Regions from separate parts of the Mus musculus genome. Here all the other regions are linked to region 4. The links are chromatin contacts, called in public Hi-C and HiChIP or PLAC-seq maps. All regions are on one chromosome and are shown on one strand. Each heading gives the region's core, a stretch centred on a gene start, on an enhancer-like site or on the middle of the called end of the contact. The rest is flanking DNA. Distances are from core to core; before and after follow the strand shown. Region 1 holds the start of Fcrls (Fc receptor-like S, scavenger receptor). Region 2 has its middle 8.1 kb from the start of Gm24472. Region 3 overlaps Kirrel (kirre like nephrin family adhesion molecule 1). Region 4 has its middle 16 kb from the start of Etv3l.

Region 1 (5,557 bases), core at 249-2,748, 300 kb after region 4:
TACGTGTGTTGTTAGCAAGAAGTCCTTTATCATATGTCTTCGTATGTGTTTACTTTAACAGAACATCTTTTCCCCTGTGTCTGCTTATGAGGTTTTTTTATGAGTCTGCCTTCATGAAACATCTTTCCACCTGCATCCACTTTAGAAAACCACTGCTTTATGTGTCTGTCTCAACAATCACTGTCTAACACAACTGGCTTTCCAGAAAGCCCTCAAGTTTCTACTTCAAATGATGCTACCGTTCTCCCAGCAGTCTTCTCCACACCAAGACAGTGAAGCAACACACATGAGTTTTACTCAAATTGTGGAGAGAGTTGTAGGGTGCCATTGGGGAACTCCAGTGTAGGCTGATCTCAAAGTCCCTGCAACCACCCATCAGTTGTGTGTATGGTGTATTCGTGTCTTCATTAGAGTTTATATTGCTATCAAAAAACCCAATGACCAAAAGCAATCTGGGAAGGAAAGAGTTTATTTCAGCTTATAGTTTCAGGTAAGTTCATCATGAAGAAAAGTCAGGGCAGGAACCTAGACTCAGGAACTTAAGCAGAAGCCATCGTGGAATATTATTTGTTCCCCATGGCTTACTCAACCTGTTATACAGTCCAGTACTCCCTGCCCAGGAGTATGGTACAACTCCCTGTGATCTCAGCCCACCCACACCAATCATTAATCAAGATAATGCACTACTTCTTTGCCTATGGGCATCTCTCATAGAAGCATTTTCTCAGTCTAGAGTCCCCCTTCCCAGACAACTGTTGTTTGTTTCAGTTGACACAAACCAACCAGCACAGCTAGTTGTGCAACACCCACCTCCCAGCACCTATGTCCTTCCACATTATTTGGAGTGGAAGAAGAATCTTTCCTATGTGAGTTGAGGCCCTTCAGACCACTCTATTACAGTTCAGAGAGAAACCCTCCAGTAGACATACTGTGTCCATCCTGCTTTTCATTCCTACTTGTATCTGACCAATCATCTCCCGAACAGGAAGTTTTGAGCAGGAAATGCACCTTCTGGGTACCAAGAGCATGCATACTACCGAACAATAACTTGTTAAACCTGTCACCATTTCTTACAAGTTGTCATTTTTCTACCACCTAGTCTGGACTGACCGCTGGAGAGGAGTCAGTCCAGCTCTGGCAACGGTGCTGCTTAGTAGGGACTGTCTCTTGACTACTAAGAAGAGATTTACATTTTGAAAACTACCAAGCACCTGATTTGAATTTCAGTGGGCCCCAAACTCAGTATTCTCTGGAAAGGCAAGTGCAGTAGAAAGCTTATCTATAAAAGGAAGGCGTCCTACGCAGGAAGAAGCATGTCGCACCAGCGAGCAAATATCTAAGCAAGTCTGTAAAGAGGAAGGACGTTTGCTTTTGCAGCACCCATTGGGTTGGGGTATGGACTGATTGACAGACAACTTTGCCACTTCCTTTTTTTCCTATTTCAGATCCCTGCTGAACCACAGTGTTCTATCCCAGATCTGTGGTCCATCTGCCCTAAGGACTTGAGCTGCACCTGTCTCAAAGGGAGCTACTTGCCTCGAGTCTCATGCCTCTGTGCTTGCTGCTTCTGGTCTTCGGTAGGTAAGATGCTCAAAAGGCCTGGGGTGGTGCCAGGGTGGGACTCCCTCTGCTTGGTCAGCCCTAGACACTCTTCCTGAGCATATATCTCCCCACTGGGGGCTAGGGGTAGCACTAGGTTTCTCCTTCTGATCCAATATTAGCAAGTATAATGCAAATGGGAACTGAGAAAAGCAGGGTTCCCAAGAAAAGGAAAAGGCTCTGTGTGTGTGTGTGTGTGTGTGTGTGTGTGTGTGTGTGTGTGTGTGTGTGTGTGTGTTCTTACTAAAGGCTGGTGATTTGTCTCTATTATTTCTGTTTGATCTCTGTAAAAACAGTAAATTTTCATTAAAAGAGCTTCAAAGGTGGTTTCTGTTAGAGTGAACACATACACAGCCCAATAAATCTTACACCCAAGGCCCGGACTCTACTTCAGGCTCCACCATTTTTGGCTGAGCTCATATCTCCATACATTTAGACACTACATAGACTTCAAACCTGGCTGATAATAGTTGATATCATAGGAGCATATCTACACTGCCCCATACACAGCAGGAGGTCTAGAAGGCAGAAAGGAAGAGAACTAACCTCAATGAAATATAAGCAGGCCCATTCCTGGCACCTAGGTTGCCCTGTGTAGGTAATTTCTCTTAAGCAAAATAATCTGGACAGTTTCAAGGTGGAGCCCGCAAACTGGTTATCCAATACCAAGTGGTCAGCCCTGAAATCATATATATACAAGTAACATTACATGGATTGAGCAGGTTGTATTATATAGAGATGTATATGTGTGTATGTACATATACATATATGGAGAGAGAGAGAGAGAAAGAGAGAGAATTAGAAGCCATAAATTTGAGAAAGAGTTGGGGAGGAGGGAAAGGAGAAAATGATTTAATTTTATTTTAATTTCAAAAAAACCCATTTAAATTGAAAAGGTAGGCGACTTGAAACTCTTGAAATTCTGCTTGCAAAAGACAAACTCCTGGAAATGGAAAAGAACCAGCTATAACATGATTGGAATTATAAAAATGAATCCTGGGTTCTGTAGGAATGTTGTTTGTGAGTGAGAGAAGGAAGGATGAACAAAAGATGGAGGAAAAAGATAGAGGAACTGAAGGAGGGAAGATGAAAGGGAAGGGGAGGGGGAAGAAGCAAAAGGAAAAAGAGAGGGAAGTGCTTGGGAGTCCTCGGAGGGCCAGAACCTGTGAAAAAGTGTGAAGCCCTTGGTCCTGTGTAATCTCTCTGCCTTTGTTCCCTTGCAGCTCCTGTCGGAGTCCAGTCCGGTGAGCAAGTCTTCTCTTTGTTCCTTTACATCTCCAGAACCTCACTCTCTTGGGCATGGGAGGTTCTGCCTAGCAAACCATCTTAGCAGAAGGTAGCAGAAGGAATCCAAGTCAGAGTTAGGGTGAAGAGAGCGGCAGGATTAGGGCACCTCACTCCTCACCCTTGGTCAGCAGGGCCAGGGTATGCCACAACCTCTGTTTTGCCAGCTATTGCTGGATAGGAAGAAGACCATGTCCTGACTCTCAAGGCAATGAATTATTTCCCCTTCGCTGCTGACCTGGCAGACAGGACAGGGAAAGGCATCTGTGTAGTCAATGGGGACAAAGATTCTCATGCCCATCGCAAGCGGCAATTGAGAGTACATTTGTGGCAGAGGAGACGCTCTGCAGAAGGCAAGGACACCCTTAGGTCCCCATTGGGACATAAACAATCCAATGCCTCATGTGCTTTCCTTTTCTTATTGGAATTTTAATATAATGAAATTAAGAAGTCACTTAGTTTCATGGCAGCCTGGGAAATTATACTTTCTTCCTTGCTTAAGCCTTTGAGAACACATTCATTCTACAACATGGAGAAAAGATGATACTTGTGTGCCCAGCTTTGTAATTTTAAACAAGAATGTTTTTAAATTACTTGGTTGGGGAGGTCTCTAGAGCAACCTCATGGGATCCAGTGAGCCTTCAGAAATTGTGGTAAAAAGTTTATAGATGCATAACTGTGGCCATGTTGAGGAAATACAGCTCCAAGTAAAATCTCAGAAATGAAGACCGCTAACCCAAGTGTCTTGCAGTTAACATCCTTACTTCAGTCTCAGGGAAAACTGCTACCATGTTTCTCTGTCTCCTAGCCCTTCCATCATTCTCAGTTTGGCCTTCACCACTTCTTTTATCAACCTTTGTGCCCTGCCATCTATCTCTATTCCCATTATCTTTCAAAGCCAATCAGAAGGTACCTTTGAGCTTGACTGGACACTTTGTCCTACTGAAACCATCTGAATGAGCAGCTCAAACACGGTATAGACAAAAAGGTGTACATGGATATATGTGAACAATGAGAAATACATACATAAACCCAACAGCGTGGAGGATGAGAAGGTGAATTGAGCTGGCCTGAGCAGAATGTGTGGGGTCCCAAGTTCGGTCCCCAGCATCTTAAAAAAAAAAAGGAAGGAAGGAAGAATGGAAATTCATCGGAGATGATCATCTTCATGAGATGGGCTTTGGAGTGCCATATGCTTTAGGAAGTTCTCACTGTTCCTCATCTACACCTTATAGGTGCCTTAGCGCCTTAGCTTTTTCTTCCTGAGACAGGCCCTTGGGAGTCAGAAGGACAAGCTGGGCAGGCACTAACCATGGCTTTTGTACTGTATCTTCACTTACACTGGGCAGCGTCTTATTTCACTCTGAACGGGAGTGGTGCTCTCTGATGAAGGGCTGTGTTCAGAACAGGGTCTGGCCTTTTTATCAGAGCAACAGACATTTGCCATGCTGCCTCCCTAGTGCACTACATCTCCAACCTGGCATTTGAAGCTGAATTTCGAGCTCTTTGCAGACTGAAATCTTTCTGTAGGAAGATGGAGGCTGTGGGGCAGACTGCCAGAGCAGCATGCTGGTGAGCTCCTCTGTCTTCAGAGAGGTTTACAGGATCCTTTCTGCTCTTCTGTGTTTTCTCCTGCTGTGGCAGATCCAAAACACCTGAGCTATCCATTCGCCACTGAATGACCACTGTCCTCTAGGGAAAGCAATGGCCTGAGTAAGTAGAGGCCCCACTTCTTCCTTGAGGGGACCCTACAGGGCCAAGCATGGCAATGATTTGTCTGAAAGAGTTTGTAGTCAGAGACTGGAAATGTAGATTCCAGAGCTTGAGCCTCTGTGACCCCACTGGCTTTATCAAGAGATAACGACACACAAGAGAAGGACTTGGAGTTTATCATGTTACTCTACAAGGTTTCCAAAGCATGAGACAAGCAGAGGGGGTTAATCATCGTTGCCATGGGGGATCTGAGGCCACACCAATAGGTATAAGGAGATACCCATGGAATCTTCTAGTAGAGGGAAGAGGAGTACTGAGACTCAAGTCCAGGGTCTTGCATGTGCTCGGTAAGTACCCCACCACTAAGCTGTCTATGTCTGGCCCTGTTTACTGCTTATTGTGAGTCATAGTCTTGCTAAGTCACCCAAGCTAGCCCTAAACTTCATCTGTAGCTTTGAATCTGTGATCTACCTGCCTTAACTTCATGAATAGCTGTAATTCCACACCTGTGCTATCTCAATGAGCTAGTGGACTCATTTTAAATCCATGGTTAGTACAGCTGTTGGAAATTGGGGAAAGTCACATACAATATATTAACATGCATACAAAACACACATCTGAAAAAAATCATCCAGTGAAGCTCACTCCACTGAGCCAGAAAGTTAACAAAGCTGGTAGGGCTCCAGGCAGCGGTGGGTCATCCACTTATAAACACATGTAGAGGATCTGTCTCCCCAGGAGCATCGAGGCAGGATCCACATTGTCACTGTCTGCACCTTTGCTTCCTTTTCAGACTGGTTGAGCATCAGCCTTCCACACCGTTCTTATGAAGGAGACCAAGTAGTTATAAGCTGCACAGGGAAAAATAATGGTGACATAAAGAGACTGAAGTACTTCAAGGATGGATATCACATAGAAACTTACAGCAGTGCTTCAAGCTACACCATTAGGAATGCAAGAC
Region 2 (5,933 bases), core at 3,369-5,868, 490 kb after region 4:
CAGCTGGTACAGTTCCTGTCCTACCTGCATCAAGGATCAGGTGTCAGGGTGGGGAGGGGGAGCCGGTGCAAGCCGTTTCCAGAGGTTATAGATTACAGCACAGCAGATTCATCCCAGGAGAGAAGGCAGATGCCACAGGGGCTGGCGTTCCGAGGCATGTGGCCAACAAGTGAGGCCCAGGTTCAGGATGACTCTAGAGGCCAGTCAGGTAAGACACGGTTTGGGGGGGGGGGTTGTTTATCTTGTTCGTTCGTTCATTTGTTATGAAATAAGCAGCAGTAGCGCCATTGATTGGATGCAGAAGCAAAAAGAAGTGAGTGGGAAGGTCCCGCAGAGATGGGGGTCGAATCAGGCCACATGGTGTTGGTTAGGATGCTTCCTGTGCAGTGTGCCTGAACCCTGCACAGGGCCAGCATTACCGCCCTGCACAGGGCCAGCATTACTGCCCTGCACAGGGGCCAGCATTACTGAGAGACAAGACTATGTAGCACCTACCTGGCGCTCCAAAGGCCTAAACCTTCTTAATCACGGGAAGACTATCCAAGCCATACGTATTTCTATGCATTCTGTCTTCTCCTGGATCCAGCTGCTCGTGGATGTCTAAGACTCAAGGACAAGCAGTGAAGGCATGGCCCTTATCATTAAGCCTTAGGAGTCTTTAAAAGATGCTGCTTCCTTTTGAGGTTTTCAGGCTCAGGACACAAAGCTCTTGGCAGTGCCTTTCTGCACTTTCTCATCAAAGAGTAAAGTTCTGAGTCTTTCAGGAGATGACCTCGAATTGTCCTCCCCAGGAATCAGACCGTGTCCTTGTGTTTCCCTTACTCCACCTTTCAATCCAGTCAAATGAAGTGACTCACTTGCCCTGTGCCCCCCAGCCTGCCCCTGCTTCTGCTGTCCCCTAACAGAAGGGACCCTGACCTTCCCTTTTCCAGAGTTTACATATTTGGAGACGCCACCTCCAAGTCCTCACCCTAGAAAGTGCCTTGCCTAACTCATTAATCACCTTTTCCCCCTATCCTGAGAAGCCTCAGGCTGATCTACACTGATTTATAATTTCCGCTTTGATCATAGGATTTGTGTTGACGCATAAGCCCTTTGCTTTTTTGTTGTTTAAATATGTTGTTGTTGATCTGTTTGTCTCATTTTAGAGCAGAGTCACATTGGCTATGGTGACACACACCTTTAATCCCAGCACTTGGGAGCAGAGACAAGCAGATCTCTGAGTTCGAGGCCAGACTGGTCTACAGAGTGAGTTCCAGGACAGCCAGAGCTACACAGAGAAACCTTGTCTCAAAAATCAATCAAACAGACAAAACCCACAAACAAAACAAAATGAAGACAGGGTCTTGTGCTTCTTCATCCTGCCTCGCTGCTGGGATGTAAAGACTCTGCGAGGGCTGGCAAAACAGGAGATGCCAGCCTGCATTTATCCTATGCCTGCTGTCCTGTGAGGGGTTAGCGGGGAGAGCCAATGCACGGTTCAAGGGGTGGGAGAACGTAGCCCAGGCTGGAGGCCTCAGCCCAAAGAGAAACAACATAGGCTGAGGCCAAAGCTGGGGTTCCCAAGCTCCCGGGCATCCTGTCACTGCTAGAAACCCCATGGAGTCAAGAATGAAGGGGGCTTCAAGTGCCTGCAAGGAGGCTGGGGCCAGGGGTTCTCAGACTCCTGGGCACCCAGATGTTGCTGGAAGTTGTGGAGCAGTTGGGAATGGAGGAGGCCTATGGGCTGAGGATAAATTAACAGCGATTGTCTGGGAGCAGGGAGGGGCCTTCTGCAGGAGACTTAGGCAGCCTGGCTCCGTAGACAACGGCTTTCTCAATGCTCCCAGTGGTAGTTCTTGATGAAAGAGACAGTCCTTGTTTCTAGACTGTTTATTGATTGTTCATTGTGGAAAATGAGCACATACCACCTCCTCAGGGTGGACCAGAGATTAAATATCTTCTTGCAGGAAGAAATGTCCAGGAAGGGAAGCTTATTGGCTAAACCCTCAGGGCCCATCTAGATACCACATTAGCATAGAAAATTCTGTTCTGGGCTGTGAGACCCTTGATCATATCCCTCTGTGTAGTGTGGTCATGTGATCCCAGCCAAGAATCTGGAAGGGAGCAGAGAGATGCCTACCATCCTAGGATGGGTTCCAGGGTCTCTAAATCCACTCACCCTTACCAAGTTTCCTGGCATAGTCCATTGCCCCACCGGGTCTCACTATGCCTAGCTGGCCTCTTCCTCCTAAGTGCTGGGATTAAAGGCATATGTCACTGTGTTCAATAGACCTTAATACTTAATAACAGGTTTAGAGGCAGAGCAATGCATTACTTTGTCATATGCCTATATTTATTTTGAAATGGTCTCATTCAATAGTACAAAATGGCCTAGAACCCACTATGTGGAGCAGGGGGTCCTGAAACTTGTGGCACTCCTCCTGGCTCTGCCTCTTGGGGGCTGGGATTTCAGATGAGTGCCACCAAACCTTGTCTGCAATATTCAGCATCCCATCGCCTAGTACAGTAGAGTTGATCCCCGTGTTCTGGAGGAATGCTGTGATAGAGGAGAAAAACAGTCAAATCTGTGAAATAGGGAAATTTAACCAGTGCTCAAGCTGGAAGAAGTACAGATTTCCATGAAGAACTTTGGCTCTGGTGAGGCCAAGCTGAGAAGCAGTGGCCAGTGTATACTAGTGCTGAGAGTTCTCTTGCTGAGTCCCTAACTGACAGACAACGCTGACTTGATTATTTTTGGTCAATATGCTATAAATGGAAGTAATATGTCACTTCCAGACCAAAATGTTTCATTGTTCCATTTTTTTCTCCTGTCTTAGGAACAACATCCCATTAATTATGTTGTCAGAATTTCTAGAGTGAAAACCTGGCCCTCACAGGTCTGAACATGGTAGGTTCAGCCACTCTTACCTATACAACAATTAAGGAGATGGATAAGATAAAGAAGAAAGAGGAGAAGATCTAATTGATGTGGCCCAATTAAGAATAAATAAAGAGATCCAGGGACTCCTAGGTTTACAAAGTAGTAACATGAGGCTTAGGTTAAACAGAGGAAGAACTGGGGTGGATAGGCAAAAAGTATGGTTAAGAAATGCTGATTAAAGTACGGTCTGGCTGATCATTTTCTCAGTCCTGGTTCTGTAAGGTGGTCCGAAGAAGTCCTGATCATTGCCCACTACTTGTCTTAGTTAGGGTTTTCATTGCTGTGAAGAGACACCATGACCAAGACAACTCTTAAACATTTAATTGGGAATCACTTACAGTTTCAGAGGTTCAGTCCATTATCATCAAGGTGAGAGCATGGCAGTGTCCAGGCAGGCATGGAAGCTACCAGGTAGAAGGAGCTGAGAGTTCTAGATCCTGACCTGAAGGCAGCAAAAGGAGGCTGACTACTACAGGACCCAGGAGGAGACTGGATTCCACACTGTGCAGATCCTGAGCATAGGAGACCTCAAAGCCTGCCCCCACAGTGACACAATTCCTCCAACAAAGCTGTACCTACTCCAAAATCACACCTCCTAATAGTGCCACTCCTCATGGGCCAAGCATTCAAACACATGAGTTTAGAACTATTCAGACCAGCACAGCACTTAAAAGGATCAATCAGCTTCCCAGGAGATGGCCACTTCCTAGTCACCCTCATCTGCTGGGGCTTGGGAGAGCTCCACTGTGCAAATGTCTGCTGTGAATTCAGGGCAACTGGAAGTTTAAGATAATTTGTCTCTGGACTTTCAACCTTGAAGAAGATAAGACAAACTTGATGGGCATTCTTTGAGTGATTAGCACACGTGAGTGTAGAGTTAAACAGGTGATCCAAAGTAAAGGGCAACAGCAGCCACAACGAAGACAGAAGTGCCAGCCCCTGGCCTGTGTCTGTGATCTTTGAGGCTAAGTTAGGAGTCGATGTTCTTTTAAGGCAAAGACCTTCTAAGTGCCCACTCCCAGTCCCAGGTGGAGAGCGTTGTAGTGGTCTCTGCCTGGGCCCCTGAGGGATTGGTCAAAGCAGGGTCCCTATGTCAATTTGTGATAAAACATGGGTGTTGATGGTGTCTTCATTTTACTATGATATTGTCTGGAAGTCTAATCAAAGGGCTTGTGTGTGCTGAACAGGGCTCTACCACTGAATACCCCTAGCTCCCAAGAGCCTAATGTTTTGTGGTTATCCACTACTGTAAGCCAGTGTATGCTATCTTCATTAAAATCCTGCTTTTCACCATTTGTTTATCCAGGAAAATTACATCTTCACATCTATCTCTTCTCCTCTGTGAAATAGAAATAAATTGCTTATAGTCTCCATTCTACTGAAACTGCTTGGTTTGAGAAGTCTTTGGGGAAGGGATGTTTGCTCCTATCTTACACATGGGGGGCGGAGGGCTAATGTCAGCAATTGCCCCCGGGGTTCAGGAAGAAGTATCAAGTCCAGGATGAGGCCTAGATTAAGAGCTAAGCGGTGCTGTGTAACTGGTTGATGTTCACATGGCAGGTGAGTCTCACCCTTTTCTGAGCTCCCTTGCCCTTCTCCATGAACGTCTGTGAGCACTTAGTGGGATGAGATATACAAAAGCCTTTTGTAAGTCGTGGGATGCTGTCCAAATGTGAGTTGTCTGGGACTGGTGATGCTGTTACATTCCACACCGGTAGCATCATCCCATACCACACACCCCACTGCCTGGTGCAGACACTCTTCTAGCCATGACCTGACAGTAGAAAGTGCTTGTTCAGCTGGGCTTAATAGGTCCGATCTTGCCAGGCCCCAGGCTTCTAAATCCAAAGGATCAGTTCTCTGGAAGAAAAGAAAAAAGAGAAAAAAAAAAGGCACCTGGGGAAGAGAAAGAAAAATCAGTTCATTAGCGCTCACTTTCCTGTTTCCTTTCTGCGCTGTAATTAGCCGCACAGAGGCAACCTCCTGTGGAGAACAGGACTGCAGCCGGAACTGGACTGGGAGCTTTGTCTTGTCTTCCTCTGCGCAGACGCCTGCTCTCCTGTGCTTTCCATGCAGGCTCATCCTGGGGACAGTTCATATTTTGAGACCCAGATCAGTGTTCCCTTTCCCCAAAAGACACACTGGTTAAAGCACCTTTTCAAACAGTGCCCTGCCAATATTCCTAGCAGAGGCTGGCTCCTCAGAATTACACAAGACTGGGGCTAAGGGATATCCCAAACCTGGCTCTCCTCGGAATGCCCATGATTCATTCCCTCACCAAAATAAATACTTAGAAATATGATACAGAACCTCAAAAACTGTAGGCAGCTCAGGGCCATCTGATCCAATTAAGCAAAAGCATTCGCCTCAGAGAAGACATATGGGCTCCTCATCAAACCCATCAAGGGACACAGTGTGACTTTGTATAGAGTATGAAATCCGAATGGTTGGGCTCGTCTCAGTCTCCCCAGTCCCTGTGCCTTTGGAGGAATCCTTTGGCCTTTCTTTCTCAGCCTTGGCTTCCTCATCAATAAAAGTATTCTTTCATCCATGTTACAAATGCTGGCTGACTATTCACCATGTATTAGTCTCAATCAACCCAATACCAAGAACAAAGCTCAGGCCCTGCTCTCATAACCACACTGAATTAGCTGGGGAAAAGACAATAAATAGGTTGGCTGCCAGAGAAGGGAGAGCTAAGGACACAGATGAAATGCTGTAAGCCCAGAGGGTAGATAGGAGAGTGAGCGTTTATGCTGCGTGGTCAGGAAAGGGCTGAAAGTTCAGTTACAAGCAAGGTAAGCTGGGCATTTATCTAGAGACAAGATGATTCCAGACGAAGGCACTGGCAGCTGTGAAGAGCCTGAGGCAGGAATGTGTGTGGAAGACTCAGAGAGGAGCAGTAAGAAAGTGGGAAGCTACCCTGGTAGACAGTGAAACAGGAAAGACAGTGGTGGGGGGGGGCGTTGAAAATTACTCTAGAGGTAGAAAGATATAATAAATTGTTATA
Region 3 (5,444 bases), core at 1,569-4,068, 470 kb after region 4:
TCCTTTCACCCTCTGCATCAGAACCTTCTAGACCATCTCCCTATCCTTCCCAGCTCTGCTCTGTACCCCACGTTTCAGAGTTCCTCCTCCCCCAGGGGAGAACGCTGCTCCTTCTGCATCCTGCCTGCTTCAGTCTCCTTTGGATGGGGCAGGGCTGTATGGGGAGGGGGAGATAGTGCCCTGCCTTTTCCTGAAGAAGTTCTGCAAGATTGGACATGCTTAGAGCACCTTTATGTGCCAGGCAGTCAGGCCCCATGCCAAGGGATGTAGCTTAGGGCTGTGAGCCACAGAATCCAGACTAAAAAATGAGCCCCTGGGCTGTGCTGAGATGGGTGAGCTGGGCAGTGTGGTCCTACTATAGCGGAGAAAAGAAGCCAATAGATTGGTTCCTAAGTAATGTAAGACAGCCATGGGAGGCATCCCAGAAGAAGAGGCGACTCTTTGAATCCCAAAGGAGAGAGTGGTGTTTTCCAGGGATCTTCATGAAGACAGGAAGAGTGACCTAAACACCTACTTTATCTAGAGTTTAGAGAGTAGAATAAAGTTAGGTCAGGCTTATAGTTTTCTCTAGTCAAAAGTTGATTTAAGTACTACCCATGACATCTGTGCTCTCTCTCTCTCTCTCTCTCTCTCTCTCTCTCTCTCTCTCTCTCTCTTCCACCCCCCCCCCATATGCTGTCTTGGCTGCAGAGTTGTTTGGGGACACCAAATACTGCCTGTGACTTTGGTACAGAAAGTGGTCTTCCTGTGGATTCAAATTTGGAGGAACACCCCTCCCCCACATTTCCTTCATCGTCGGACTTTGCCGGTCATTGCTTCCATTCCATTTTGAGACTAAATTGCTTCCACTGGGGCTAAATTTAAAAAGAAGAAAAAAGATTTTACTTCAAACGTCACAGAGAAGCAGACACCATCCTCTGTCACTCCTTCTTGGGTTTCTGGAAGAGTCTCTAGTGTGTACCTCTGATTGTCCAGCTGTTCAGGGGTAAATAGTGTTCACAGCTATTTAGTAGGTACGGGCAAAAGCCTTTCGTAGGCCTGGCATCCACTGCACCACATTTGATTTCACAGAAGCTCGGGGAGGAGACATTATCATTCTCATGTAAGGATGTGAGGTTCGGAGGGTGGCTTGGCCAGGGCCACTCGGTTGGGAAGTGATGCAGAGAGACCTTGGAAAGCTTGAGTCTTCTCCTAAGCTGATTCTCCCAGCCTTTGAGTAGGAAGGTTGCTTGGCAGACTCGCCCAGACTTGTCATCTCGCAGTGAGCAAGCAGAGGACCAGATAAGGAAGCGCCAGGTCAGGTCTGTCTGTTTCTCACCTCAGCGAGATCCATGTTTTCCAGGTGTGTCCCACCGCCATCCCACCAAAGGCCCATTGACCTCATTGCAAATAAACACCCAGCCAGCTGCCCACCGCCTTCTGGGGATGCCAGTAAGAGACCATCACTCAGGCTTCATGTAGAAAAGCTATAAATATCAACCAGACTCTGATCCAAGTTCACAGGCCATGCCTCTCACAAGCCCTTGACTTGGACTCTAGGGTCCGTGAGGAACAGAAACAGGAGCACAGAGTTTGTAGCACATAGCTGCACTCAAGAACGTGCAAGGATATGAATAAATTTAACTAATCATATATGCAAATGCTTGACTTGATAACACTAGCTGTTCACCTGACCAAGCCTTCCTCCCGGATCTCAACACCTGCTACCTTGTCTCTGGAGATGTGGATGGGCCTAATCTTCTTCTTCTTCTTTAAGAGACAGGATGGGGTGCCAGTTCTACAGAATTGGGGAGCCATTTACACACACACACACACACACACACACACACACACACACTCAAAAAAGGACCTTTTTTTTTCTAACATCCTGGCCCCACTCAGATCCAAAGTCATTCATTGTCTCACTTAACCAAGGACAGAGCCTGCCCCTGTGTCCTATTCTGGCCACCAGATTCCAGGAGACCCAAAATGAGGAGAAGTTCCATTCTAGTGGAACAGATAGGGCAAACGCTTCCACCAACAAGCTACCTCCCGAGGACAAAAACAGGGACATAATCCCTGACGGCTTTGGACAGGAAATCCTGTCGCTAGAGCTGCCACAGCGAGGCTCAGTGGTGGGACAAGCTATGCCTGCACAGGGGCTATGGACGCAGCCTAGGAGGACCTTCCAGAAAGGCGAATGTGGGACCACATTTGGAAAGAAGGGGAGAAAAGAAAGGAGTGGGTTGACTAGGGACTCCGGGCTGGGGTGTTGCTCAGTGGTAGAGCACCCTGGGTTTGATCCCAGAACAAGAACTGGGAGAAGCCTCTCTGCTGAGTGGGAGGGAGGTCTTGAAATGGAGAGGAGGAATAGAGAGGCTAGGTTTGGGAGGAGTTGGATTGTGGCTTCTATAGACCCAGGGACCTGGAGGGAGAGGTGAACCAGAAGTCAAAGCTTTGAAGAGAGCTTATTTTGACTGCCTGGGCTGACCCATTGGAGCTGTGGCAAGGAAGCCTCCAACTTAACCCTTTGCCACCCGCTCAAAAGTCCCTCTGCTTCCCTATAGCCCATCGTAGGATGCTAATGCCCACACCCGTGCTGTGCACAGTGTGCAGGAGGCCTGACGCACCACTGGGACCAGCCAGTGATGAAGCAAGCCCGTTGGTGGGAGCAAGAGAGAAGAAATCCGCAATCCAATTCCCTACTCCATTTAGGCTCCACAATTAAAGGCAATTACTCTGCAGTTCTCTAATCAAATGCTCCCGGCCAAGCTGCCAGCCAGGCAGCCATGTGTGGCTCCCGGAGCCAGAGGGAGAACAGAACAAAGTCCCACACTGTCTCAGCTCCCATGGTGCAGGAGGCTGTGTGCATGCAAGATGTATCAGTGTGTCCCTCCCTGGGCCCCAGCCCTTGGGTCAAGGGTAAACACATGGAACAGGGCCAGCGTTCCATGAATTGCATTCAGGGCTCTTCGGCTTTGGGTACACTATTGCCCAGGAACCGTCAGTGCACACAAGTAGACATGCTGTCCTGGTAAAGATGAACACATCTGTTGGCCCACACGGCACGGGGAGAAAGGGACAGTGGCCTGAGAGTCTCCTTTGTTGTGGATGTGTCATCCATGAACATTCTGAGGGGAGGTGGCAGAGGCAGGAGTTGTGGAGAACAGCCCAGGACCTGGACAGCAAGGGCTTGAACTCTAACCTAGTGCCGCCGTTAAGGGTGGGGGTGGGGGTGGTCATTAGGTCAGCGCTGCTCCCTGGACGTCAATGGTCAAAATTGGATCAGGACCAATCCAAAGACGTTTAAGTAGTGCCAAACCATTTCTGTGGTTGCTAAGCCCTCCAGAACCTTAGACCTATACCTGGGGCCCTGAGCCAGAGATTATGAAGTAAAGGAATTACGTGGCACAGGATGCAGGGTAAGAATGGGGTACTGTGAGGAACCCTCCTCACTCATTGTCTTTCCCACTGCTAGCTTTGGCTTTGCCCGGGACTCAGACTCGCTTCAGCCAGGAGCCAGCTGATCAGACTGTGGTGGCCGGACAGCGGGCGGTGCTCCCGTGTGTGCTCCTTAACTACTCTGGGATTGTACAGTGGACCAAGGACGGGCTGGCCCTGGGTATGGGCCAGGGCCTCAAAGGTGAGTAGTGGGCTGGGATGGCACCTTCAGTAGAGTGCAAGCTAGCATGTGCAAGGCCTTGAGTCTGATCCCCAGCGCAGCAGAAAGGAAGGTGCGTGGTAGCTGCTCAGCCTCCAGCCCCCAGAAATCCTACTCCCTGCTCTCAGCCTAGATTCCTGGCTTCGCTCCCTCTCCTTGTTCCTGACTCCTCAGGTCTGTCACTCTTACCTGCCAACTCTTCCTTCCCTCAGATTGTGAATTGGCCCAGGAAAGGTGGTGTGCAGCCTGGGAGATCAAGGGAAACAGGACTTTACATTGAGAGCTTTAGATGGAGTCAGGGACACACCCACACGGTGGGGCGCTGTAGACAGGTCATGCAGGAGGAGCTGGGTTAGCGAAGCCTGCCCTGCCCCCTGTATGCCCGAGATGGTATGCTCGGGCACTGTCTGCCCTTTCTGGTTTATTTTTGCTTTTGTTTTAGTTATAATTACAGCATCTCTTCCTTCCCTGTCTGCCTTTTGAGCGCTTCGTGCTTTTCTTTGCCCCCTACATGGTCCGTGTCGGCTTAGACACCATCAGCCTAAGCACCTTCTTGTTTAATTATTCCAGAAGCATTTGTTAAGCACAAGCTATACAGCCGGTGCTGAAGAAAGCGTAAAGATTCCGTTGGAGACAAAGAGCGCCAGCCCTCTATATCCCACAGATAGCACAGAAACCCTTAGAAGCACTTCTTGGTAAAGAGTCAAGATACAACCAGGCAGTGGTGGCGCATGCCTTTAATCCCAGCACTTGGGAGGCAGAGGCAGGAGGATTTCTGAGTTCGAGGCCAGCCTGGTCTACAAAGTGAGTTCCAGGACAGCCAGAGCTATACAGAGAAACCCTGTCTCAAAAAAAACAAAAACAAAAACAAAAACAAATAAAAAAGAAAGAAAGAAAAAGAAAAAAAAAAGAGTCAAGATACCTGGCCCTCATTACAGCTCGGCCACTTGCCCGCTGAATGAGTTGAGGCAAACCCGCTCTGCTTTGGTTAGCTGATTTGTGAAGCAGGTTTAACAGTCACAGCCTGCCTGTCTTAAAAGCGCATCCTTGGCTTCTGTGCCGAGTGGCAGAACGGGCTTTCTGAGGATAATATCGTTAGCGACGAGGCACTGTAATGATGCGAGTGGGTTGGGGGACTACATATTTCTGGTCTTATTATTTTTGAAGGTGGTGAGATTATTTGTTGTGTGTCTAGGCCGAGGAAATCTGCATGGCACAATCTATAAAGAAAGGAGATGGATTTGACGGATCTATTGTTGATGAGGGAGAAAATGAGAAAGAGCAACGTCGATAGATATGCAGTCAGAGGAATCCATAGCCTCTGGAGAGGGAGGCAGTGGGAGGGGTCGGTAGGTGTTTGGGTGGGAGTTAGCGGGAGCCTGTAAGCAAGGCAGATCGGGCACAGAGGCCCACCCTGTGTCTTAGAGAGGAGTAGAAATATCATTTGGATTGTCCTTTAAGAAGCCAGTAAACCTTATTTATTCTCTCTGTGTGGTGAGGGCGAGGCCTTGTGAGCCACACAGAGCGCCCCGTAAGTACTGAGATGCCCCATGTTTACCAGCGCCCTCTCTCTGCTCTCCGTGCTGGTTAACTTTTCTTTTCTTCCTCTGCTATCCATATGAGAGACATCTGCCAGCCAACAGCTTTGCAGATTTTTCAGATTTTTGTCTGCTCCTCTCTCTCTCTCTCTCTCTCTCTCTCTTCCTCATCATCCCTCCTGCTTTTCGGTCCCACAGCTATGGAGTCTGTGTCTGGTACCTCACAGCCTGACCTGACAGTGGTAGGCAGGAGAGAGAAGGAAGGA
Region 4 (5,562 bases), core at 1,112-3,611:
AGTCGCAGGAGCCTGTGGTGCCTCCTCTCTACCCCACTTCTTCCTTCACAAGGTTGATTACCTCATCCCCACAAATTATAACTAGAAAGTTCTAGAGTATTACCTGGCATTTAGTTAGCCCTTGATAAAAACTATTAAGAGTTCATGAATGTAGTTTCTCATTGTGCAGTTCATACTGGCTCACGGCAGCATTTGTTCACACTGGTTAATGGTATCATTTGTTCACACTGGCTCACAGCAGCATTTGTTCACATAGGTTAACAGCAGCATTAGTTCACATCTCTTCCAAGTTGTACATTTGCCATAGGCAGGTAGTTGGCCACTGATTGTAATGGGGGAATTTACTTCTTGGCCCTTGGCAAATGCTTTAAATCAGAATTAAAATGTTATTTTTGGAGAATAGGATCCAACTTTTTTTTTTTTAATCTAGAACAGTGCCTGGCACTTAGGAGGCATTTATTAAATACTTGTTGAACGGATAAGCCTATGGTTCTGAACATTGTTTAAGAAGTTCCTTCAAATCTTTTCAGCTATGGCTTGAACTAGTAGGGGCTCCCTGCAAAATTCTTAACCTCGGAAGCATCTGGCTGTGGGTGGTACTCAGGCCTGCTTCCTGGACAGACTCCAAAATCAAACTTTGAAATTTCGTCCTCTAAATCCCCATCTCTTAGAGGTGTCGATAAAGGGGATGTGGAATGGGAAGCAAAGTCAGCCTCAGATGGACTCAGGCTGACGGGCATTGCCAGGTTCTCAGGGTTCGGCCTCTGCTGTCTGCGTGGACCATGCTGCTGGCTTGCTCCATAGAGTTACAGCCTTGAGGCGCCTGAGAGCTTGCCACGCTTCGAGAATGAGCATCACAGTCCCCATGTGCATGCTAGACTAATGAGTGAAACATGTGGACCTGACGGCAGGTGTCTAAGTTCGAGGGTGGGGACCTCTGTGTTAGAAGCAGGTGTGAGGTTATGTGTGGACCTGGCTGTCACTTCCTTCGTATGGATAATAAAGGGCACAGAGGAAGGAAGGAGTATGACACACTCGTCTTTATAATTAACCTTACCACAGAACGGCAGCTTCGTAATACAATGCCATTATTGCTTAAGCCTCACGCGTACTTTTGCGATACTCTGCCGGCCTTCTCTCGTAATTGTGTGCTGTGGTTTTGGCAGGGGAAAGTGTCATTTTACTGTAATTTTGTATGCACGTGATGAGGCCAGGTGTGATCGGCACACATGTATAACCCGAGCACTCAGGGAGTGGAGTTGGGGGCATCAGGAAGAGTTCAAAACCATTCTTGCCTACCTAGTGAGTCTGAGGCTAGCCTAGGCTACATGAGATCATTCTTGCCTACCTAGTGAGTCTGAGGCTAGCCTAGGCTACATGAGACCATTCTTGCCTACCTAGTGAGTCTGAGGCTAGCCTAGGCTACATGGGACCATTCTTGCCTACCTAGTGAGTCTGAGGCTAGCCTAGGCTACATGAGACTCTATCTCAAAAAAACTAAATCCAGCAGAAATAAACACAGGATAGCCTTATACTTCACAAGAAGCCCACTTCTCACATCTGCCCCCTTCTTCCCAACATGTAACTCCTCATGTTAGTTCTTGTTAATTTTTCTAGACTTTTGGTATATGATGGAGTCCATATGAATTTATGCAGGAATTTCTCTCTTGACATCTAGTACCATCCTCACACTATTTTGTCTACATTTTTCTTTTAAATAATTTTGTTAGATCAATCTGTTATTGATACAGACTGTATCGACTTATCTGTAAATAGGGAATCTTAACTAAAAAAATGTCTTCATAAGATCTGGCTGTAGGGCATTTTCTTAATTAGTGATTGATGGGGGAGGGCACAGCCTATTATAGGTGGGCTGGTGGTCCTTGGTTCTGTAAGAAAGAGGGCTGAGCAAGCCAGTAAGCAGCATCCCTCCATGGCCTCTGCATCAGCCTCTGTCCTCCAGGTTCCTGTCCTGCTTGAATTCCTGCCCTCACGGCCTTTGGTGATGAACTGTTATATGGAAATGTGAATGAAATAAACGACTTCCTCCACAAATTGCTTTTGGTCACGATATTTCATTTAAGCAACAGTAACCAACCCTAAATAGGACACCAGCTAGACAGATAAAGGGAACTCACCCTGCCCTTCGGTAGGCATTATGTACTTACTAGTAAGCCTGTCAAAATCATTGTTAACACCAATTCCAAGCCGTGGAAGCACTCTTGGTGTTCATTCTGTAGTACATAAGTAGACACCTGCGGGATGGGGCTATTTGATTTCTCAATCTGCAGCTGTTGGATCGTCGCTGTCACCAGCCCCAGTGAACTCTGGATGACCCTGCAACCCTTTTCACAAAGGCCAGAGGGGCAGAACTTCCTTTAGTGGCCTGACAGAGGGACTGCTGTGGCTGGTGCGAAAGAGGCAGGGCTGTGATTGGTGCAAACACAAAGCACCATGTGTTACTGACTGTGATTGGTGCCATGGAAAGAGGCAGGGCTGTGATTGGTGCAAACACAATGCACCATGTGTAATTGACTGTGATTGGTGCTATGTAAGCTGGCTGCTCAGCTCTGTGAGCCGCTCAGGGCTGCCTCTGCTGCCTCTCCCTGCACTGTTGCAACATTAGGCTGGCAGAGAAGCTGATGAATTGTACATGAGCAGCCAGGGCGTGGAGATGGTGGAGAGAAGGCAGAGCCTGAGAGAAGGATTAAGACATCCTGACTTTCTAGGACCATGGACCGCCTCTAAAGCAAAGGACCTAGTATTCTATAGTCTATGGGGCGCATCACCTACTGCTGCCTTTCTTTGCTGTCAAATTAGAGCCATACAAAGACTAGTGCTTGAAGAGCCCCCTTTTTACTGCCTGTGCTTTCTGTGCAGGTAGAGGGAATGGGTCTTGGGCTGCTGGTGAGTACACCGGAAGTCTCTGCTCTGTAGTTGGCACGCTGAAGCGGCATGCCTGGGCAGACTGTAAAGAGACTGCTTGGGTCTGCACCCAACCTCTGCCACTTGGCAGGAATCTGCTTGAGCAGGTTTCATCTCTCCGTACTTGTCCTTACCTGCACAGTGGGATGAAAACAGGGACTGCCTCCCGAAGCCCTAGCATTGGTTGGAATGACATATAGGAAGCACTTAGGATGCTGCAGGTCTGGTCTATTGCAAGGAAGAGACACCATGACCAAGTGTACTGGCTGGTTTTGTGTGTCAACTTGACACAGCTGGAGTTATCACAGAGGAAGGAGCCTTAGTTAAGGAAATGCCTCCATGAGATCCAGCTGTAAGGCATTTTCTCAATTGGTGATCAAGGGTGGGAGGGCCCATTGTGGGTGGTGCCATCCCTGGGCTGGGAGTCTTGGGTTCTATAAGCAAGCAAGCTGAGCAAGCCAGGGGAAGCAGCCAGTAAGGAACATCCCTCCATGGCCTCTGCATCAGCTCCTGCTTCCTGACCTGCTTGAGTTCCAGTCCTGACTTCCTTGGTCATGAACAGCAATGTGGAAGTGTACGCTGAATAAAACCCTTTCCTCCCCAACTTGCTTCTTGGTCATGATGTTTGTGCAGGATTAGAAATCCTGACTAAGACACAAAGGCAACTCTTATAAAGTTAAATGTTTATTTAACTGGGGGCTTGTCTGTGGCACAAAGGCAGGCATGGCACTGGGGCAGTAGCTGAGAGCTTTATATCCTGATCCTCTAGTAGAAGGCAGAGAGAGAGAGAGAGAGAGAGAGAGAGAGAGAGAGAGAGAGAGAGAGAGAGAGAGAGAGAGAGAGAGAGAGAGAGAGAGAGAGAGAGAAGACTGGGCCTGGTATGGGATTTTAATTTCTCAAAGTCCACCACAGTGACATACTTCCTCTGACAAGTACACACCTATTCCAATAGGGCCACACCTCCTAACTGCCCCCCTCCTAAGCAATTCATCAGCTGGGGACTAAGCATGCAGATGTATGAGCCTATGGGGAGGGGGGTACTTTCATCCCAACCACCACAGTCAGGCTCATAGCGAGTGGTGCATAAATGTAGTTTTAAACAACATATCCCTTTCTGGAAGTCAGATGAGTGATATGTGCCTGAAGCCATTACAGTGTCATGATTTTTCACCCAGTAATTTTATTCTGTCCCTATCCTTATGACAGCAGTGCATATATAAGCACAGTAGAAATGTATGGCATTTCATGGAATGGTGGCACACATGTGTAATCCCGGCCCTTGTGCAGCAGAAACTGGTGGAATGCTACAAGTTTGAGACTAGCATAGTTCACATTACAAGCTCCTGGCCAGCCTGGGCTACATAGTGAGACTATCTCAATGAATAAAGAAAATCCAAAACCAAGCAAGCAACCAACCAAAGAAACAAATCACAATAAACATTTAATAAATGCCTATTGGATTGTATTTACTGGTCTATATGTGTGTGCATATATACAGATGTTCATATATACGTATATACATGCATATATAGCCATATAAGCGTATGTGTACCTGAAAGATTCATATGACCCAGTGAGATCAATGTGATACCATGACTCAGATGTTTGTGGTGAATCGGTGTAGATAAACGCACTATGTGTGCCAATTGCTGCAAAGTTGCTCATGTGAAGTATAGCAGTACAATGGTATGCAATGCCTACGTTTTGAAAATGATTATAACCAAGGTGTTGCTCTCTGGTAGGCACTCTTCTAAAAATTTTAGCTCATATCCCTACTTGCAACAAAGTACCAGCAGTATACAGCATGGTTAGCAGCCTTGTGCACCATGTGTTTGCTTGATAGCATCCTGCTGCCATTCACCATGATTGATCTCTGCCATCTGCTTTCCTGCAAGTTCATTCAATGACATTTCTACATGGACAGAACCACCTAACAGCATAGAGTGCATCTGACAGAAGGAGACACATGAAGATTCCTTAAGAAATGAAAGGAAGAGGGTAGGGATTATCCACACTGCCACCAACTCAGGGGAGTGAACACCTGCTATTGTGTCTAAGCATCTGTGGTGGTTTATCTAGGAGTGGCCCCTAAAGGCTCATATGTTTGAATGCTTGGCCCGTAAGAAATGGCACTATTAGGAGGTGTGGCCTTGTTGGAGTGGGTGTGGCCTTGTTAGAGGAAGTGTGTCACTATGGAGGCGGGCTTTGAGGTCTCATATCCTAAAGTTAGGCCTAGTATGGCAGTGTCCTGCTGCCTACGATCAAGATGTAGAACTCTGGGCTCCTTCTCCAGCACCATGTCCGCCTGCACTCTGCCATGTTTCCTGCCATGACAGTAATGGACTAAACGTCTGAAAAACCAGCCCCAGTTAAATGTTTTCCTTTATAAGAGTTGCCAAACTCATGGTTTCTCTGCACAGCAACAGAAACTCTGACTAAGACAGCCTCCAAACTTCTTCTATGTGCTTAGCTGAGTGTTCTAGTGCCTAGACTCCCTCCACTTCGCAAGCCCCTGGAGCACTGTCCTACCAACACCAGATTTATGCAGCACTATACTGATGCCTATGAGACCATCAGAGGCAAGCACCAAACTGCCCAAGTGTTCTTGGGAAGGAAAGTGCTTCCTCAGAGGGCCTC

What was found. Hi-C and Micro-C count contacts between places; a contact is called where the count stands out from the background. HiChIP or PLAC-seq counts read pairs in DNA pulled down with a chosen protein or histone mark.
Region 1: an H3K4me3 HiChIP or PLAC-seq map of forebrain shows a contact between it and region 4, with 5 times the contacts expected there. The contact joins the promoter of Fcrls here to the enhancer-like site in region 4. A contact is called at or near these places in 4 of 39 promoter capture datasets (embryonic stem cells, hippocampal neurons, liver and 1 more), 1 of 15 datasets of contacts at CTCF or cohesin (large pre-B cells), 8 of 484 Hi-C or Micro-C datasets (the P5424 cell line, bone marrow-derived DN2 thymocytes, bone marrow-derived macrophages and 5 more), 4 of 115 datasets of contacts at active chromatin or transcription factors (cardiomyocytes, embryonic stem cells, forebrain and 1 more) and 4 of 9 other capture datasets (adipose tissue, liver, macrophages and 1 more).
Region 2: a Hi-C map of Sertoli cells shows a contact between it and region 4, with 3 times the contacts expected there. The contact joins two enhancer-like sites. A contact is called at or near these places in 2 of 15 datasets of contacts at CTCF or cohesin (the NIH/3T3 cell line and large pre-B cells), 21 of 484 Hi-C or Micro-C datasets (B cells, CD4 T cells, the G1E-ER4 cell line and 12 more), 2 of 115 datasets of contacts at active chromatin or transcription factors (bone marrow-derived dendritic cells and embryonic basal ganglia) and 2 of 9 other capture datasets (adipose tissue and embryonic stem cells).
Region 3: a Hi-C map of cortical neurons shows a contact between it and region 4, with 3 times the contacts expected there. The contact joins two enhancer-like sites. A contact is called at or near these places in 1 of 15 datasets of contacts at CTCF or cohesin (large pre-B cells), 38 of 484 Hi-C or Micro-C datasets (the AtT-20 cell line, B cells, the Ba/F3 cell line and 20 more), 5 of 115 datasets of contacts at active chromatin or transcription factors (SST interneurons, bone marrow-derived dendritic cells, embryonic basal ganglia and 1 more) and 2 of 9 other capture datasets (embryonic stem cells and liver).

Annotation. Positions count from the first base shown.
Region 1 is chr3:87,259,465-87,265,021 of GRCm38.p6, reverse strand. It overlaps Fcrls (Fc receptor-like S, scavenger receptor), which reads left to right and starts at 1,498. Exons shown (of 8, transcript NM_030707.3): 1 at 1,498-1,577; 2 at 2,823-2,843; 3 at 5,390-5,557. The coding sequence starts at 1,547.
Region 2 is chr3:87,072,051-87,077,983 of GRCm38.p6, reverse strand. No RefSeq gene overlaps it. Among named protein-coding and RNA genes, the nearest start is that of Gm24472, 8.1 kb to the right of the region's middle. Within about 2 kb of position 4,618, at least 64 of the 459 cell types and tissues checked have an H3K27ac peak or open chromatin away from gene starts, as enhancers often do. A contact at or near this core is called in Sertoli cells, embryonic limb bud and myocytes, where this site is marked.
Region 3 is chr3:87,095,920-87,101,363 of GRCm38.p6, reverse strand. It overlaps Kirrel (kirre like nephrin family adhesion molecule 1), which reads left to right. Exons shown (of 16, transcript NM_001170985.2): 3 at 3,458-3,622. Among named protein-coding and RNA genes, the nearest start is that of Gm24472, 32 kb to the right of the region's middle. Within about 2 kb of position 2,818, at least 49 of the 459 cell types and tissues checked have an H3K27ac peak or open chromatin away from gene starts, as enhancers often do. A contact at or near this core is called in SST interneurons, brain, cerebellum and 4 more, where this site is marked.
Region 4 is chr3:87,563,205-87,568,766 of GRCm38.p6, reverse strand. No RefSeq gene overlaps it. Among named protein-coding and RNA genes, the nearest start is that of Etv3l, 16 kb to the right of the region's middle. Within about 2 kb of position 2,361, at least 226 of the 459 cell types and tissues checked have an H3K27ac peak or open chromatin away from gene starts, as enhancers often do. A contact at or near this core is called in the P5424 cell line, SST interneurons, Sertoli cells and 12 more, where this site is marked.